2 separate regions of the Oncorhynchus mykiss genome follow, and region 2 is linked to region 1. Evidence: chromatin contacts called from public Hi-C data. All regions are on one chromosome and are shown on one strand. The core of a region is the stretch at or near the end of the contact, and the rest is flanking DNA. Distances in the headings are between cores, read along the strand shown. Region 1 holds the start of LOC118944023 (transmembrane protein 160-like). Region 2 holds the start of LOC110503494 (striatin-4).

Region 1 (6,747 bases), core at 1,104-3,603:
CTCGGCCATGGAGAGGTTGAAAATGTCAGTGAAGACACTTGACAGTTGGTAACTATTTAAAGGTTTTGTTCACATCAGCTTACGAGAGCGTTATCACACAGTAATCCAGAACAGCTGGTGCTCTCATGCATTCAGTGTTGCTTGCCTCGAAGCAGTATAAAAATAAATGTTGCTCATCTGGTAGGCTCGCGTCACTGGGCAGCTCGCGTCTGGGTTTCTCTTTTAAGTCCGTAATAGTTTTCAAGCCCTGCCACATTTGATGAGCATCAGAGCCGGTGTAGTAGGATTCAATCTTAATCCTGTATTGATGCTCTGCTTGTTTGATGGTTCGTTTGAGGGCATAGCGGGATTTCTTATAAGCGTCCGGGTTAGTCTCCCACTACTTGAAAGCGGTAGCTCTAGCCTTTAGCTCAATGCGGATGTTGCCTGAAATCCAATGCTTCTGGTTGGGATGTGTACATACAGTCACTGTGGGGATGACGTCACTGTTGCACTTATTGATGAAGCCGATGACTGAGGTGGTGTATTCCTCAATGCCATTGGATGAATCCCAGAACATATTCCAATCTGTGTTAGCAAAACAGTCCTGTAGTGTAGCATCCGCGTCATCTGACCACTTCCGTGTTGAGCGAGTGACTGGTACTTCCTGCTTCAGTTTTTGTTTGTTAGCAGGAATCAGGAGGATAGATTTGTGGTCAGATTTGCCAAATGGAGGGCTGGGGAGAGCTTTGTATGCTTCTCTGTGTGTGGAGTAAAGGTGGTCTAGGATTATTTTCCCCCTGGTTGCACATGTGACATTCTGGTAAAAATTTGGTAAAACTGATTAAGTTTGCCTGCATTAAAGTCCCTGGCCACTAGGAGCACCGCTTCTGGGTGAGCATTTTCTTCTTTATGGCCTTATAGAGTTGGTTGAGAGCGGTTTTCGTGCCAGCTTTGCTTTGTGGTGGTAAATAGACGGCTATGAATAATATAGATGAGAACTCTCTTGGTAGATAGTGTGGTCGACAGCTTATCATAAGGTACTCTCCCTCAGGTGAGCTATACCTCGAGACTTCTTTAATATTAAACATCGCGCACCAGCTGTTATTGACAAAAAGACACACACCTCCACCCCTCGTCTTACCAGAGGTAGCGTCTCTGTTCTGCCGGTGCATGGAAGATCCCGCCAGTTCTATATTGTCCGTTTCTTCGTTCAGCCACGTCTTGGTGAAACTTAAGATGTTACAGTTTTTAATGTCCCGTTGGTAGGATAATCTTAATAGTGGGTCATCCATTTTATTTTCTAACGATTGCACGTTAGCAAGGAGAATGGAAGGCAGTGGGAGTTTACTCGCTGGCCTCCGGATTCTCAGAAGGATCCCCTTTTCCGCCATCTTATCTTCACGCAAAGGCGTGGATCTGGGCCTGTTCCAGTGAAAGCAGGATATCCTTCTTGTCGGGACTCATTAAAAGGAAAAAATGTCACTTTTCTGATGTCCAGAAGTTATTTTCGGTCATAAGAGACGGTAGCAGCAACATTACAGCACATGTACACAATAAATAAAAAATGAATTTAAAACGTCGGCCATGTTCTTCGGCGCCATCTTCGCAGTTCACTTTTTCAGGCACAGATTCAACCTGTAAACTCAAAAGAACAGACACTGGCTTCTGTTTCACCACTCACGCCACCCTGTCTGCTTGGCACCAAATGACAAGCATCACAGGCACATTTATAAAGCCTGTCCGAACACAAACCAGCTGGAAACTTAAAGGGCACTGGAGGCATAACTTTACAAAAACACATGGAATGTTGTCAAACAAATAACACAGAAGTGTTGTGTTGCATTTGGTTCTCACTACAATGAATCACACCTCAAACATTTATTCTCAATCAGACTGCATGGTTGGCCACATGAGCATAACAGACAGGCACAGCAATAAAGCCCGGCACAGCAATTAAAGCCAGGCACACATTCTACACAGGACCATGTAGAAAAAGTTGAAAGCGTCACCAGGTGCAAAGGTGGCTTCATACCGTTTACATGTTCCCTTGTAATCCTTACAGGGTCGTTGGTTCCTTCCCTGTCACACAAACAATTTGAAACACTAAAACTGTTCCATTGGCCTTATGTGATAATGGACTCCATGTTGAGGTCTATCGGCGCCATCTGGTGGCTGAATAAGCTAAACACAAAGTGCAGGAAAAGTATAAAGAGATTAACCAGATGTACCGAGAGAGGAAACCAGTGGTAAAAGAGAAACAGACTACGTTAAACGTTTACAAAAATAAAATACACATGTAATAAGGGAAGAATATGGCACGGTTTATTTTACATACCAAACGCAGGACGGCGCTACAAATAATACATTTCCCAACATTGTGCACGGGAGCACCACCTCCTTCCGTGTGACGTTTGCAGTGTGAAAGTGCACAGGGCATGCTAAGGTCGTGTTTTTAGCGAGCTATGGCTGCCTTGAGTTGGTTTACTTGCGGACAGTTGCCGCGGATTGCATCTCAGTTCGCCCGGGTTGTGAAACACGTCCGGCCGCAGTACCTCGGAGGACTGCCGGCGAGGAGAGTCCACGGGTCTTCGCGGAAATGGGTGGTTGAGAAGGAGCCATGGGGCAAGGCTCGGGTTCCCGAGTATCATCAGCTGACAGAACTCGATAAGGCGGATGCCTTGGTAAATTACAATGAATAGACTCCTTCCTGCATTACAGAAATGATATGTGTGTGCTGACATCAAGCACCTTTCTAAATCACTGGGATTTGTCTTATTGTTTGCTCTGCAGATGCTGAGAAAGTCCCACGAAACCGGTAACTGCACATTTACAGAGCATTCGGAATGTATTCAGACCCCTTGACTTTTTCCCCATTTTGTTACATTACAGCCTTATTCTAAAATGGATGAAATTACCCCCCCTCTCAAATCTACACATACCCCATAATGACAAAGCAAAAACAGGTTTCGATTTTTTTGCAAATTTATAAAATTAAAATAAACTGATTACATTTATATAAGTATTTTGACCATTTACGCACTACTTTGGCAGCGATTACAGCCTGGAGTATGACACTAAAAGCTTCTCTCATTCTTCAAGCTCTGACAGGTTGGATGAGGAATGTCTCTTCACAGCTATTTTCAGGTCTCTCCAGAGATGTTCAATCGAGTTCAAGTCTGGGCTCTGGCTGGGCCACTCAAGGACGTTCAGAGACTTGTCACGAAGCCACTTCTACGTTGTATTGGCTGTGTGCTTACGGTTGTTGTCCTGTTGGAAGGTGAACCTTCGCCCCAGTATGAGGTCCTGAGCGCTCTGGAGCAGGTTTTCATCAAGGATCTCTCTGTACTTTGCTCTGTTCATCTTTCCCTCAATCCTGACTAGTCTCCCAGTCCCTGCCACTGAAAAACATCTTCACAGCATGATGCTGCCACCACCATGCTTCACCGTAGGGATGGTGCCAGGTTTCCTCCAGGCGTGACATTTGGCATTCAGGCCAAAGAGTTCAGCATTGGTTTCATCAGACCAGAGAATCTTGTTTCTCATGATCTGAGAGTCCTTTAGGTGCCTTTTAGCAAACTCCATGCAGGCTGTCATGTACCTTTTACTGAGGAGTGGCTTCCGTCTGGCAACTCTACCATAAAGGCCTGATTGGTGGAGAGCTGCAGAGATGGTTGTCCTTCTGGAAGGTTCTCCCATCTCCACAGAATGACCATCCGGGTTTTTGGTCACCTCCCTGGCCAAGGCCGTTCTCTCCCGATTTGTCAGTTTGACCGGGCGACCAGCTCTAGGAAGAGACTTGGGGGTTCCAAACTTCTTCCATTTAAGAATGATGGAGGCCACTGTGTTCTTGGGGACCTTCAATGCTGCAGAAATGTTTTGGTACCCTTCCCCAGATCTGTGTCTCGACACAATCCTGTCTCGGCGCTCTACGGACAATTCCTTCGACCTCATGGCTTGGTTTTTGCTCTGACGTGCACTGTCAACTGTGGGACCTTATATAGACAGGTGTGTGCCTTTCCAAATCATGTCCAATCTATTTAATTTACCACAGGTGGACTCCAATCAAGTTGTAGAAACATCTCAAGGATGATCAATAGAAACAGGATGCACCTGAGCTCAATTTCGAGTCTCATAGAAAAAGTTCTGAATACTTATGTAAATAAGGTATTTCTGTTGTTTTATTTGTAATAAATGTGCAAACATTTCTTAAAACCTGTTTTCACTTTGTCATTATGGGGTATAGTGTGTAGATTGATGGGGGAAAAAAAACATTTTTGTACATTTTAGAATACGGCCGTAACGTAACAATGTGGAAAAAGTCAAGGGGTCTGAATACTTTCCGAAGGCACTGTAGATTAGGAAGAGGTTTAAAGACAGGCTATTTATTTAATTACTATGCTATGCATTTTTGTTAGAATTCCTGTTGGCACAGTTAGATTAGTTGTTGAAGTGTAAGAAGTTCTGCATGCGTCTCTAGGCTATGTTTACACATCTGAATCCATGAACCTCCGCAACATGGGAGAAGCTCCTGACTGCAAACACTGATAGGGTTAGAGGAAGGGATGAGGGGGTTGTTTTCAGACTGGGCTGTAATCTCTGTGTTGTTCTGTTCTAGGTTTCCTGTCTTGGTTCCGTAACGGACTCCTGGCCACCGGTATCGGGGTCATCGCTTTCGTCCAGAGTGACGTAGGACGAGAAGCAGGCTATGGTAAGGAGGCTAGGAAGGGCCAGGGGCAAGGCTCTATTCTGTCGCAGCGAAGCATAATTATCAGAAAAGTCCTTAACGTTGCTGAAACACACCCACGCACACACCCATTATAAATATACTGCTATCGGTAATCAATCTTTCCGCCTCTGTCTCTCTCTCTCCCCCAGTCTTCTTCATCCTGGGTGGTGTGTGTGTATCGTTCGGCGGGGCGTCCTACGTGGGCAGCCTGTTTTCCCTGAGGAGGATCATGCTTCTCACCCTGCCTGCCATGCTGCTGAATGTTGCTGTGGTGAGCAGCATCGCCCTCTTCTGGCTGTGTGCGGTATCGCTCTACATTGGACGCCTGGAGGTGGAGATTATTCACGAGGATGACGATGACGGAGGGGAGTGCCCAGACTGTCGCGACCGCTGCAACCACTCCCATGGCGACAGGCACCACGGCAACGGCAAAGGCCAAGACAAGTAGAGCGCTTGATTGGCAAAGGTGACAAAGTGTGTGTTTTGTTTCTTTGTGTGTGAGTGAGACAGAGAGAGTGTATGACACTCAAAGATACGTGGGTACAAAGGGGATCAGTGAAAGGCATGATTTGGTTATGTCCTCTGTGAGAGGAGTTTGTGTGGGTGGGTGACTGTGATAGGTATCAGATGGGGCGGCAGGTAGCCTAGTGGTTAGAGCGTTGCACTTGTAACCGAAATGTTGCAAGTTCGAATCCCCGAGCTGTCCTGAACAAGGCAGTTTAACCCACCCATGTGTTTCGAGGCCGTCATTGAAAATAAGGATTTGTTCTTAACTGACTTGCCTTGACAAATAAAGATGGGGGAAAAAAATATAATATCAGATGTTAGATTTTTTTCAATTTAGTTTTATTTTACACACACACACAAACACACTGTGAGAGTGCCTCATTTGAGTTTATTTACTCCTGATCATGTTAACTTTAAGAATCAAAGAGCCCTGTACAATTCCTAAGCCATACTCTGAGCCAGCTCATGCTGTGTTCACCTAAATATGGTTTTGATTGATGCTATTTTTTTTATTTTTTCTATCAGTTGATTCTATATCCATAAAAAGGACTACTTGGATTCTTTGTAGTAATCCTTGCTGGTGACGTAGAATGAGGAGATGTAGCCCATGTCGACGCGTTGAGTGGATGAACTAGGCCTATGCGAATCGAACGATATAGGGTATAAATAGGTCTCTGTGTGCGTGTAAGCCTGGGTTTTTCTTTTTAATGTGTTTGTTCTGTTCTTACAGATAAAAAAATAAACTATTTAGGCTTCGGCTTACATTTTTCCAAAGGGTTTTGTGATTCGTATAGCAAATAGCACTTTGCCAGTTTTGTTTTTGTCATGAGTTGTAATTGCTTTATTAAACATGTTCAATGCAATCTTGAATTCAATATTCAATTTCCAGAGTCGTTGAACTGCAAAGTAACGATATTTCATACCTTTAGTCAATCGAGGGCTGATAGTTGGGAGCTACAACTGAATCAAAATACCAACCTTAAGAAACTATACCATTTTGTATAACCTGTATGTTTTGTGTGAGATGATAAGAGTACATTTAGGTATTGTTAGCCTGTAGCCACCATCCTGACCTGGCCGCTGAGCTACAGAACATGAGCTTGCGAGACCCGGATGTTGGAACGAGGCGAGTTGGTCTCCGGGTTAGAGATCATCTATATGGAGTTGCAGTGTGATGTGTGTTTTGATTTCTGCATGGCCTTCAGTACAACGTATAGGTACATCATTAGACTTTATGTATGTATGAATGTGTACATAAACACAGTTACAAAATCAAACTGGTGTTATTGCTGTGTGTTTGACCCCTACGCGAAAAGACTACACACTGTATGTTTGTGGTCAATACTTAAAGGTCCTACACAGGATAAAACGAAATGAAAATTGCATTGTAATTTCAGAAAATGTCCATAATTTATTTGGCGCTAATAGTGGAATGATAGTGTTTCACTTAATACTTAATACCACCATTGCTGTTCTGACTTTGTGGCTGTGTTATATTGTGGAAATCGCTATGTCATGGTTAAAATGCTACA
Region 2 (6,006 bases), core at 397-2,896, 140 kb before region 1:
AGAACAGCGGAGTCCAACCATCTGGCGTTAATTACCGTTGGGGCAACTCTACAAAGCCTATTGACACCGCCACCTGTGTGATCCGCTATAATTAGACAATGTGGACTATATGTCTGGCTGCGTTGGGATCAGCGTGTGGCTCGGACAGTGACTGCGCCTCAATGTGAAACACACGGATAATTGAGCGTCCTGTGATTGATGGTGAACATTAAATAAATCCACAACCCAGTGTTTTAGACTAGTCAAGAACGGTGAAATTTTTTTGGAACCCCCAAATATTGGGTTTGGTTTGATCACACAAAAAAGCTTTAGAACTGCTATCCAGGAGCATAGGGGTGAATAGGTTCGCGATTATGTGGACAGTAATTCTGTCCGATTGGGGAAAGTATTGAGGAGCGATCGTGACTTCTGTGGGATGTTGGCAATGCTAGGCTAGCTTTTTTCTCAATCGTAACAAGCTAGTAATACATAGTCTACACAGCTATTGCTTGATGATAACACTATAATTACCCTGAGTTCATCTCGCTCGGCTTCCCAACGATATTTCTCGGTCTGGAAGCGTCCCCATTCGAACTGGATAAAGTGCAAGATCCCGGGAAGCGATAGGCCTGCGTCGCCGTCTTGTGGTTCTCGAGGCTGCGACGATCCAGCCATCGCTGCCGCTGCTGCTGTTGTCGCCTGCCCGAGCACTGATTTCGGCCCGTTCGGGTTGCGCCCCACGCCGCTGCCTCCAGAGTTCTGGTTCGTTCCCCCTGCTACTCCGCCGGATCTTTCCGCCTCCATTTTAGCGCTTTGAGCTTTCGCCAGGACAGGGAGGTGGGGAAAACAAGTAGCGATAACAATAACAACAACCCCGTCCCTCACAAACCCAGCTCTAACGCTCGAACCTTCTTTCTTCCTCTCTCGCGTAAAGAGTAAATGCAAGAACTCCCGTGGAGGAACGGTGCCAAAAAATGAGCTAAGAGCAAATCTACTACAGGGGGGGGGGGGTCGTTTTTTCCCCTCTCTCTCCCGTTACAGTAACCAAGGACGTCGCTTCCTGCCATATTGTGATCTCACGCAAGCTTCCTGTGGTCGTTTCCAAAACAGCAAAGCAAGGGTATAACGTTACAGACCGCGGTGTTGATAATAATCTAGAACTCCCAGTGTATGAACACTTCTTTAGTTTATTTGTCAGTATAACATTCACATTTTACACTGTCAGTAAGCGCTATTGCACCGGTGGTGTCTCCGTGTTTGTGCTTGGCTCAGCCACCTTTCCACACAGCGAGCAAATTCGATGTAACGCTCCGCGCATTATGGTTTGTATGCTATTTCATTCTAACGAGTTGGAGAATGTTAGGCAATATAACGGGGAGAACGTGATTCACATTGGAAGACAAACGAGTCCTGCATATGAAGCGTTTATAGGGGTCATTTTGTGGGGTGGTCTTTATGAAATGATGGAGAATGATCATGGTTGCATAGAAGCCATGCATTATAGGTGTAGTCTACTGTCAGCATTAAATTGACAGCATAAAAAGTACATTGCATGATGCAGACACCGTTCTAGGTACTGGAAATGTGGTAGTATTGCTGTAGCAATACTTGACAGCCTACGGTAGCAATTCTAGAAGGGAGCATAGGCCTATACTTACACGGAGCATCAATTTGAAGCATCTCCGTGGCTCATTTTGGCTGTAATTTATAGTTACGGTTACAATCTAGGTCAAAGTATTGGCCGAAGAGAACTAGGGCAATCCAGTCCATGTATGTGAGACACACTGCACCTAGTCCCTTGACGTTTGAATATAATGTAATAAACTAGACTACAGCCTCTAAAGCCTATCACAGCCATCTGAAGTGCTTTAGAATCCTTTTTTTAAGGACTCATTTTAAATTCCTGTGTTTTCTGTGTATTTCAGCTATTCCAGCAGCTGGCCATTACTCTTCCGATGCACATAGGCTGTAGCTCTTTACCGATGGGGTCCTGATGTTTATGGACAGGCTTTCTGAATAGAGAGCTCCATCCTATACCTTCTCCTTTCCCTGAGCCAGACGAGTGCAGCAAGAGGTGCCATGCGGGTGAGTTTCTGCCAGGGCCTTCTGACTGGAGCCATCGCTCTGAACCTGCTCATCCTTTACTATGTGTTCCAAGCCCAGCAGCAGATGATGGAGAAACGCCGGGACCCAGGAAGGGGCTCCAGGAAGGCTGCCTTACCTGCTTCCGGGCTGGAGGGCGGCATGGGGGGCCTGGTAGGGATTGGCGCAGGGATGGTTGGCGCTGGAGGTGTCGGGGGAGAGGGGAACAGCCACGGCCCTCGTGTGACTGTCCTCCTACGGGAGTTTGAGAATTTTGAGACCTACGTCGGTGATGTGGCACGCTCCTTCCTGCACCAGAGACCTGAGCTGCCCTTCCTGGCTGTGTCTGACACCCCGCCCTACCCCCCTCTGTCTCTCCCCGAGGGGGCCCGTCTCCTGGTGCTCTCCCCCAGCCCCGAGCAGCCTCCGCAGGCCCACCGGCCAGAGTTTCACATTCAGACAGAGTTTGTGCTGCTGGTGCCTGACGGGGTGGAGCTGGAGCAGGGCCGGGCTGTGGAGAGGCTGATCCGGGAGCTGGAGGGGGAGGGTGGGGCTGGTGGCTTCCCCAGTGTTGGCACGCTCGACCGTTCAGTGCCTGCACCTGCGGGTCAGCCTTAGAGAGTGGACGGCCACCTATTCCACAGCGGCGTCTGGGACCAGTGGTAGCGTGTGTACAGCCCTTCAGGGGGACGTGGTGGTCCTCATCCGCTCTGAGGACCTCTTCAACCTGTCTGTCCCACTGGGGAGGCCCCTGCTGCCCTCACTCTTCATCCAGACCTCCCTGCATGGCTGGAAGGTCAAGCTCCTGGAGAGCCCCTGCTTCTCCCCAGCCACCGGCCTCTCTTCAGCTCAGCCCACAACCAGTGGAAGGCAGACAGCCATCTGAAGGAGGCCACTAGCCAGCTGATGAGGAACTTTGGGCTGAAGCGTCTGCTACTGGCTGATGGGAAGGAGCAGTGGCACGGCTGTGGGAAGGAGACGAAGCGTTGCTTCGGTACTGTCCGGGACGACACCCCTGAGTACCTGTACCTGGAGCGCTGGACACCTCCCTGCTGCCTGCGCGCCCTCCGCGAGACCACCAAGTATGTGATCAACATCCTGGAGAGCTCCGGGGTGCGCTACTGGCTGGAAGGAGGCTCCCTGCTGGGGGCGGCCCGCCACCAGGACATCATCCCCTGGGACTATGATGTGGACCTGGGCATCTACCTGGAGGACGTGCCCAACTGTGACTACCTGAAGAACCTGGACTCTGGTTCTCTGGTGGATGCTAACGGCTATGTGTGGGAGCGGGCAGTGGAGGGGGACTTCTATCGGGTGCAATACAGCGAGGCTAACCACCTCCACGTGGACCTGTGGCCCTTCTACCCGCGGAACGGCGTCATGACCAAAGACACGTGGATGGAGCACAAACAGGATGTGGAGTTCCCCGAGCACTTCCTGCAGCCGCTGGTGCCGATGCCTTTCGCCGGCGTCACCGCCTACGGCCCGAACAACCACCGCGCCTTCCTGGAGCTCAAGTTTGGGGAGGGGGTCATCGAGAACCCCCAGTACCCAAACCCTGCCAAGAAGAGGCTGGATAGGAGCCGGCTGTGAGGGAGGGGTGTGGCTGGGACCTTTGGAGCTTTCATGTGGCCCGACAAAAGGACAAAACGATTCGAGCCACAACCCAAAACATATACAGTTGAAGTCGGAAGTTTACATACACCTAGGCCAAATGGATTTAAACTCAGTTTTTCACAATTCCTGACATTTAATCCGAGTAAAAAATCCCTGTCTCAGGTCAGTTAGGATCACCACTTTATTTTAAGAATGTGAAATGTCAGAATAATAGTAGAGAGAATTATTTATTACAGCTTTTATTTCTTTCATCAGATTCCTAGTGGGTCAGAAGTTTACATACACTCAATTAGTATTTGGTAGCATTGCCTTTAAATTGTTTAACTTGGGTCAAACATTTCAGGCAGCCTTCCACAAGCTTCCCACAATAAGTTGGGTTAATTTTGGCCCATTCCTCCTGACAGCTGGTGTAACTGAGTCAGGTTTGTAGGCCTCCTTGCTTGCACACACTTCTTCAGTTCTGCCCATAAATGTTCTATAGGCTTGAGGATAGGGCTTTGTGATGGCCACTCCAATACCTTGACTTTGTTGTCCTTAAGCCATTTTGCCACAACTTTGGAAGTATGCTTGGGTCAATGTCCATTTGGAAGACCAAGCTTTAACTGATGTCTTGAGATGTTGTTTCAATATATCCACATAATTTTCTCTTCTCATGATGCCATCTATTTTGTGAAGTGCACCAGTCCCTCCTGCAGCAAAGCACCCCCACAACATGATGCTGCCACCCCCGTGCTTCACGGTTGGATTGGTGTTCTTTGGTTTGCAAGCCTCCACATTTTTCCTCCAAACATAACGATGGTCATTATATCCAAACAGTTCTATTTTTAGACCAGAGGACATTTCTCAAAAAAGTACGATCTTTGTCCCCGTGTGCAGTTGCAAACCGTAGTCTGGCTTTTTTATGGCGGTTTTGGAGCAGTGTGTTCTTCCTTGCTGAGCGGCCTTTCAGGTTATGTCGTAATAGGACTGGTTTTTACTGTGGATATAGATACTTTTGTACCTGTTTCCTCCAGCATCTTCACAGGGTCCTTTGCTGTTGTTCTGGGATTGATCTGCACTTTTCGCACCAAAGTACGTTCATCTCTAGGAGGCAGAACACTTCTCTTTCCTGAGCGGTATGACGGCTGCGTGGTCCCATGGTTTTTATACTTGCATACTATTGTTTGTACAGATGAACGTGGTACCTTCAGGCGTTTAGAAATTGCTCCCAAGGATGAACCAGACTTGGAGGTCTACAATTATTTTTCTGAGGTCTTGGCTGATTTCTTTGGATTTTCCCATGATGTCAAGCAAAGAGGCACTGAGTTTGAAGGTAGGCCTTGAAATACATCCACACTTCCAATTTACTCAAATTATGTCAGAAGCTTCTAAATCCATGACATCATTTTCTGGAATTTTCCAAGCTGTTTAAAGGCACAGTCAACTTAGTGTATGTAAACTTCTGACCCACTGGAATTGTGCTACAGTGAATTATGAGTGAAATAATCTGTCTGTAAACAATTGTTGGAAAAATTACTTGTCATGCACAAAGTAGATGTCCTAACCGACTTGCCAAAACTATAGTTTGTTAACAAGAAATGTGTGGAGTGGTTGAAAAACAAGTTTTAATGACTCCAACCTAAGTGTATGTAAACTTCCGACTTCAACTGTACCTACATGACAGGTCAATTGGAGACTCCTTGCAGAGGTCCATTATTCTGTATAAGCTGTAAGTTAAGTATAGAGACAAAGTATTTACACATTCAAAACGGTATTCTGGTGCACATCATTTTCCGGTACATACATGACCAGGTATTTAGTAAGAAATGACATGGTAAAATGGTAATTACACAGTAATTATATTCAATCTTTTTGGGGGGGGGGTACCATTTAAGTACAAGGTGGTTATCAATTGTTTTGATTTTTCTTTTAAAATAGTACCAGGAAGTATTAGCTATTATTACCACATAGTTTCCTAGTCATTTTCAGGTGCTCAAAGTGCTTCCAGATATCCAATGGCATATCCACCACAACATCAGCTGCTGTTAAGCAATATCTGACACAATCAGTGTCGATACCTGTGTTATTATTGTCATGAATATAAATGTGTTGGTTGGTCAATTCTGTCCTAAAGCTAAAGACATATTTCATGGAGTACATGTGTTGCACTGATGCACTTTCTTATTTGAGATTTGTGCACTTCGTGTTCAGTGTATGAGATGTATGACTTTTGACCTTTCGAACTGTCGACTGATGCCACCGGGTAGGCTTTGGCACGTTCCATCAGCTTGCCGATTATGGCCGTCCCATTTCCCAGTGGTAAAATGAGGAGCTTTCTCTTCAACTCTG

Evidence for each region. A called contact is a pair of places that touch in the nucleus more often than the background predicts.
Region 2: a Hi-C map of liver shows a contact between it and region 1, with 7 times the contacts expected there. The contact joins the promoter of LOC110503494 here to the promoter of LOC118944023 in region 1. A contact is called at or near these places in 2 of 3 Hi-C or Micro-C datasets (blood and liver).

What each region holds. Positions count from the first base shown.
Region 1 is chr24:4,032,659-4,039,405 of USDA_OmykA_1.1, reverse strand. It overlaps LOC118944023 (transmembrane protein 160-like), which reads left to right and starts at 2,353. Exons shown (of 4, transcript XM_036961397.1): 1 at 2,353-2,663; 2 at 2,773-2,797; 3 at 4,598-4,690; 4 at 4,858-6,492. The coding sequence starts at 2,445. The coding sequence ends at 5,156.
Region 2 is chr24:4,171,869-4,177,874 of USDA_OmykA_1.1, reverse strand. It overlaps LOC110503494 (striatin-4), which reads right to left and starts at 1,646. Exons shown (of 19, transcript XM_036961064.1): 1 at 1,638-1,646; 2 at 511-1,008. The coding sequence starts at 1,646. It also overlaps the pseudogene LOC110503493.